2 separate regions of the Zea mays genome follow, and region 1 is linked to region 2. The links are chromatin contacts, called in public Hi-C maps. All regions are on one chromosome and are shown on one strand. Each heading gives the region's core, a stretch centred on a gene start, on an enhancer-like site or on the middle of the called end of the contact. The rest is flanking DNA. Distances are from core to core; before and after follow the strand shown.

What was found. A called contact is a pair of places that touch in the nucleus more often than the background predicts.
Region 1: a contact with region 2 is called in a Hi-C map of tassel, with 4 times the contacts expected there. The contact joins the promoter of LOC103650856 here to the promoter of LOC103650854 in region 2. A contact is called at or near these places in 2 of 25 Hi-C or Micro-C datasets (ear and tassel).

The regions. Positions count from the first base shown.
Region 1 is chr3:164,499,910-164,503,484 of Zm-B73-REFERENCE-NAM-5.0, forward strand. LOC103650856 (EPIDERMAL PATTERNING FACTOR-like protein 9) reads right to left here and starts at 1,700. Exons shown (of 3, transcript XM_008676450.4): 1 at 1,375-1,700; 2 at 1,158-1,231; 3 at 351-833. The coding sequence starts at 1,489. The coding sequence ends at 651. It also overlaps a transcript of LOC100193045 not described here.
Region 2 is chr3:164,278,796-164,281,997 of Zm-B73-REFERENCE-NAM-5.0, forward strand. It overlaps LOC103650854 (DUF506 family protein), which reads left to right and starts at 1,534. Exons shown (of 1, transcript XM_008676449.4): 1 at 1,534-3,121. The coding sequence starts at 2,004. The coding sequence ends at 2,888.

The sequences.
Region 1 (3,575 bases), core at 450-2,949, 220 kb after region 2:
TGCAGGTAACGGTTTGACATCTTTTCTCTGACAACTTTTTAGTTAATTAATCTTTAAAATGAGGTCTAATTTGATTGAATGCTGGCCACAATAGCATTCCCTCTGCATGAGCTCCATTCTTGTCACCTTTCCTTCTGTGGGTTTGTGTAGTTTAACATACTTCCCAATTGTACAGGTGATTGTTATTTCTATTACTATGTAAAAGAGGAGTGCCATGAATGACCATAAGAACTGATGATGCTCAGAAGATCCAGCCTAGATCTCCAAGGCTGTTCAAGCAGTTGGTACATTTTGAGGTTTGTTCATACTTCATAGACTTGATGCATTGTCGCCATAGGTCAACCGTACTATTTATGCACTTGAATTGGCTGGCCATTCATACTTTCAGATGTCAAAATTGGTAACCATTTATACTAACAAAATTACTAGTCCATAACCTGAGCTAGGCATTTTAAAGTACAAAATGCTCCTCCAGACTCCAGTCCTCTACTAGCTAACCTCTTGTAAAATAGAAATGAGACAAAGAAGCCTTTTTCAACAGAGAAAACAAAGAATAGAAAGAAAAGGAGAGGGAGAACCAAAAACGGGCGAAAATACTACTATTCTCCAGGACACACAATAACATAGAAGCTCCTCCTACTCATTGAAGATCACCTGTGGCAAACACACTTGTAGTGGTAAGCACTGTTCATGGGGTCATTTGCATCCACTGGGACTTGCTCAGCAGTACACTTGAATCGACACCCTCTGCACTCGTTGTATGTGCATATTGGCGCAATTGAGCCGATCAACATTCTCCGTGCATACTTTGGCAATATGCCTTTGTTTAGACCCTAATAACAAGGCATGTGAAAATATCACGCTAACTATACTTGCTTTAAGGTCACTGAGCAATTTGTGGGTTAATCTATTGCAAGGTTGTATTCCACTTTTTTTTAGAAAAAAAACTTTAGTTTCATTCCTTGTTTCAATTCTAAAGTTTTTTTCCAGTAATACTAGAGGAGTGATGGATGTTGGAGGCAAGTGGTTGACATTTTGTCCTTCCAAAGTTTTCCTGTCATAATACATGTGTAAAAGAATAAAAAGGTACTGCAAGCCTTTGAAACTTAGAACCCTGAAGAACGCTACATCGCTACATCTGAAAGAGAGATGGGTACCTTGACGGTCTCCTGCAAAACTATATGTTTACCAGGTAATTCCTGGTGGAGATATTGCACCACATAATCAGCACCTTCACCACAAATTAGATTGAAATGAGCAAATAATCAGTGGAAGTGAACAGGAAGCAAATGCTAAAAGAAAGAAGCGGCTCGTCCCATGCAAGAAAAAGAAAGGAAATAAACAACTCGGTGTTTGTACAAGGAAGGGAAGAACCTGATGTTCTGCCATTGTGGCCTTGGCTGCAGAGAGCATGACCGATGAGCAAGTAAGAGAGAAGGAAGAAGAGGAGCAGGGAGCTTGTGGTAGTCGTGGAGCAACCATTAGCCATCCCTCTAGTTCAAGTGAGCAATGGATAGAAAATGGGGGGGATGGTGCTTTATTTGGATTCAGAGAAACAGCATAAGGAAGCAAGTGTTAGAGGTTATATAAACTGGGAGACAGGTGCAATGGCTTGTGTGTGGCAGCTCTGTGACTCTGCTCATGCCTTGCATATGCATATCCCTGTGCCATACCATGCAGAGACACTAGTATGGAGGGGGAGCAGTGGGGACTGCGGAGACCACCAGCACCAGGTGGCTCCACCCTCTCGTATGCACGAACGCACGGGATAACAGATGCGTCTGAAACTTAGCTGCGGGGGGCATTGCTTCAATTATTACCATAGCGTCACTTTGTCTGTTATAGGTGTTCCTTTCTGCGTTTTTGTTTCCTGTATCCCATTTTGAACGTAAGAATTTTTTTTTACAGGACAATCGAAGTTAACGGGCACAAGATCCGAATACAAAGCTTGGGCGTTTGGTGTTTCAGTGTTGCACAGCAGGAAAGGAAGACAGTTGACATGGCTCTTCCCAGGACAAAAAATGAATAGAAATCAACTCCAAATCTTCACTCAAACCCTGAAAGAGAAATCAGCGAAGTTAACCCGTTTGGTGTCGCTTTTGGACCAGCTCCAGGAGCAGTTTTTTCACAGCGTCACTTACTAAGGCTTTGTTCGTTTACACCAATCCAGCTCTGGATTAGCATGGATTGGAATTAAATCCATGTCACAATCCATGCCCCAAAATAATCCAAGACTACTTAAATTTTTTTATTCGGTTAAACCCATCATGGAATATAACCCAAGGGTTTGTGATTTTTTTTTAACAATGAAAGACATGAATTCTATCCATAGCTCATTAGGTATGGAATAAATCCATAAAGATATTGCACAAGTTTACATTAGAATCTATGGATCAAAAGAATAACTAGCTTTGAGAGATATATGGATTAGTTGATGGATTTAATCCCACCATAGGATTGGGTGTGAGGTATGGATTCACCCAATCCATAAACGGATTAAATCCATGGTAGGATTTTATCCCATGTAACCGAACAAGGCCTAAACGGTGTCGAAGATGTTGCTCCCGCTCCGCTTCGCCCGAAAACACGCTCCGGATCTGTGCATTTGCGCCCTCCCCAAAATACCCTCTTCTCGTGCATCCTGAATCATATATACGCTTTATATTTTGAGACCGAGGAAGTACATCTTTTTTCTTATTTAGCAAGAGAAGGTGGTTGGAGAGAGAGAGAAGGCAATGAACCAACAAATAAAGAGAGAAACTCTGTTCAGAGCCTGTAATGGTACGTGACCAGGCAATGCCAGAGCAAGCTCTGGATCCTGCATCTCTGCATGGCCAAGCTCTTGCCCAGTCCACAACGATGTCCGTCTCCTCATGTGACCTCCAAAGGCATGGCCTGCTGCATCTGGATTCTGGATTTCATATTCGGAGCCGTACCATCCACGGTCTGGTGATGTCTCGTGGACATTAGTTGTTGGAATCTCTGGATCTGCCACAGTGGTATTTTTGCTCTATATTTTACAACTTGTTCGATTATTCTCATTACATATGTATTGATTAGGATTGGAAAAAAATAAAAAAATTGACTTGCTTGATATTTAAACCCACTTAATCTATATAGATTAGAGCGAACCGAATAAGCCTTTAGATCTTGTTTGGTTATTTCTGATCTATCTAGATCTAATGGGTTTTGACTTGCTATGAATTATTGAGCGCTAATGGAACAAGCTCCCTTTTGGGTGGAGGATATCGCCATGTTGTGGGTGGATGGATGTGAGCTGAGCACTGGGCAGGCTTCAGTCTCGGACCACTGGTCACGACTCACGAGGCCGTAGCCGAGTCAAAAATGTGGTCAAACTATTTTTGAGTGGTAACCAACCTATAGGCACGGGTGTCTCACGAGTCACGACGCATGATGCGCTGCTGGTGCTGGGCACACACCAGTTGTATTTGGCAGCAATGGAAGCATTCGGCCGGATGGTAAAAAAAAAACAGATCAATTCCTTCGATGCTACCAAAAATTACAGTGCTTTCCTAAAAATTATCTAACTTTTTTTTCTTCGCTGCTATTATACA
Region 2 (3,202 bases), core at 284-2,783:
AACAAAAATACTTTAAATTGATTTCATATATATATATATATATATATATATATATATATATATATATATATATATATATATATAATATGCATAACGATGTGTGCATAGGATGATACGTTCCTCGTCCCGAAGCCCACGGTAACCGCCAACCAGCACAAGCACGTGGACGGTTAAAACTCGGCGGCATGGACCAGACCTGGGTCGTGGTGGGCTGGGCGAGAGAGTCATCGCAACCGGCGGCCTTGTTTCGTGGCCCACCAGCGAGGCTCGCTGCGGGATCGACCCCCCGACACCCTGTTCGGTGTGGTGGGTTACGGCCGTTGGAAAGGAATCAAAGGATACATGGTCACGTTGCCCGTCGCGCGCACCTCATCCTGGCTGCTGGCAAATCGTCGAATTATCACTAGTTCACTACACACTAGTACACCGATTGGGATGGATATTAGCCATACTGACACCTGTGCTTCGCATCTAATCTAACGGTAGCTAGCGCGAGTGCTGCAGAGCTTCGTCGATTTCTCCCTCACCGACAGGTTCTCGCCGGTGAACTGTGTTGCGCACTAGAGACCTACCCGTACAAGTACAGGTCGTCCCTGTCCACGTCGAGATTTCGGAACGGGGTAACATGCCTGCGCAAAGACCTACAGATATTTCCGGACCGTGAATTGCTCGTAAAGTCGATGCATCTCCAACGGCGCTAACACACCACATAGATCTTTCTTCATCAAGTATATACACGAACTCCTCAAGCATCTCCCGTACTCACAACGTCAGCCAACAGCCCTCCTAGGAAAAAAAACGTGCACGAGAAGGCCTCCTAGGAAAACGTGAACGAGAATTCTCAACCACGCAGCCAGAACGAAAGAGAAGGTTCCTATCGGCGGCACCAGCTCCAGCACGGGCGCACGGCTAGTAGCGACGCCGCGCGGGCGCCCCCACGGCAACGCCAAGGGCCAGGCAGGCTCGTGCGGGCTCCCTCTTCCGGTCTTCCCTATCGGCGGCACCTGGCTCGCGCTGACCTGGCCCAATCGCGCCCGCCTCGCCCAGGCCCGCGTGACAGAGGATAAAGGCCGGGATGCCGCCGCATATCCGCAGACCCCGCCACGCAACGCAGACACGCAGTAGGTAGTGCTACTAGCCTCCTCGAACGGGCGAGTGGCATATCCGGCCGCGCTGTCACTGTGTCCACAGTGTGTGACGTGTCCCCCAGTCCCCCTCGCCGGGCCACCCAATCCATTCGTGACCATGTGGGACTTTTTCCGTCACCTCCGTCGAGTCTCAGCATACGGACGTGACGATGCTTATCGGTCTGGGTGCCTAGTCACTCACCGGTTTTTTTGATCGAGAAACTTGCCCCATCTACACGATCGGGCCCCTTCGTTTATTCCCCGTAAGGGCTGCGAATATGCTGCGTCTTGATCCTTTTGGAGGCCAAAGGGTCGCTTCTAAACACTGTATACAATGCTAAGGGCAGAGCAGCACACGTACTTAAATAGTGTTCGTTGTTGTTTTTTTTACCGTCCCCCTTGACGCTAAAATACGCGGCGTTATGGGCTACAATCACTTAGCGATGTACCAGAAACATGTATACCAAAGAACAAAAGAAAAGGCAGTGCACACGGTAACAAGAATCTAGACGCTGTGTAGCGTGCCAGCCACTGGGTCCCCGGAATGGCTACCAATCCCAGCGCGGCATGACAGAATTAGCCAGAAGGTTCTATGTTTAGCGCCATCACAAGGAGAGGGGGGGAGAGCATATTCCAGGGCTCTCCGCTCGCTAATCCGTTTTCTCAAACAATAATAGTGTCGCCGGTTGGCGGCGGGGGGGCGCCTGGCCTGATGCCGCGGTTAATCCAGGGAATAAACCCCTCCTCCCGTTGGGCGCCCGTCGCCGAGCCAACCACCCTATAAAACTCGGGCGCCCGCCTCCCCCTCTCCTCCGCACCGTCGCAGGCTCACATCAGCTCACGGTCACGGGCTCACGGCACCACTTGGCGGGCGACATGGCCGTGTACATCCGCCTCGACGACGCCGTGCGCGCGCGCCTCCGCGGGGACGCCGCCGCGGGGTGCACCAGCAGCGGCAGCGACCACGACGCGTCCGCCTGCCTCTCCGGGCTCGTCCAGGCGTTCCTCGAGACGGGCGCCAGCGCGGCCGAGGCAGGCGGGCCGGGCCCAGCCCCCAAGGAGTGCGACTCCGACGAGGAGGACGGGCCCGGGCGGGCGGCCGCCGCCGTGGCGTCCGTGAGGGCCCTGCTCGACCCGCCGGCCGAGGAGGACGTGTTCCGGATCAGGCTGGCCGCAGCGGTGGCGGCCGCCGCGGAGGCCGAGGCGGCACTCCGGGCGCACGGGGCGGCGTTCCGGCGCGCCGTGGCGTGGAGGCTGCGCGGCGCCGGGTACGACGCCGGCGTGTGCCGGTCGCGGTGGGAGGCGTCCGGCGGCATCACGGCCGGGGCGTACGAGTACGTGGACGTGGTCGCGCCCGCGCCCGTCGGCCCGGGCGCGCGGCAGCGGGCCAGGTACATTGTGGACGCCGACTTCCGCGCGGGGCTGGAGGTGGCCCGCGCCACGCCCGAGTACGCGGCCGTCGTCGCCGCGGTGCCGGCGCCCGCGGTGGTCGCGCGGGAGGAGGCCGTCGGCCACGCCGTGCGCGTCGCGTCCGACGCCGCGCGCCGCTCGCTCCGCGCCCACGGCCTCCACGTCCCGCCCTGGCGCAAGACGCGCTACATGCTCGCCAAGTGGCTCGGCCCCTACAAGCGCTCCACCGCCACCTCGCCGGCGGCCGTCGGGGCAATGCCGATGCCCGGCGGTGCTGGGCTGGACGTCAAGTGCCGCGCCGTCGGGTTCTTTGCGCCCCCGTCCACCGCGCCGGCGCCCAGGATCAAGTAGCCGGGCGGCGATGGCCCAGGAGATCGCTGGAATGGGAACAAAAATGAAAAAGAAAACGCTTGTTTCAGTGTAGAGAGGTTCCTAGTGCGATCGAGAGTTTGATTTTGACTTTGAGTTGCTCTCGGACATGTTTTGTACATACATTTTTATTTCGAGATTATTATCTAGAACAAATTGTCATCTTCTTGTTTCTTTGTTATTTTTTATGTATAAACAAAAGGTGGCACTAGGAATCATTTAGGTACTCGAGACTGATCTTCCCTCACTCTAAAACAACTCGCAGCTAGTTTGGAAACTCCATTTTATTAAAGGTT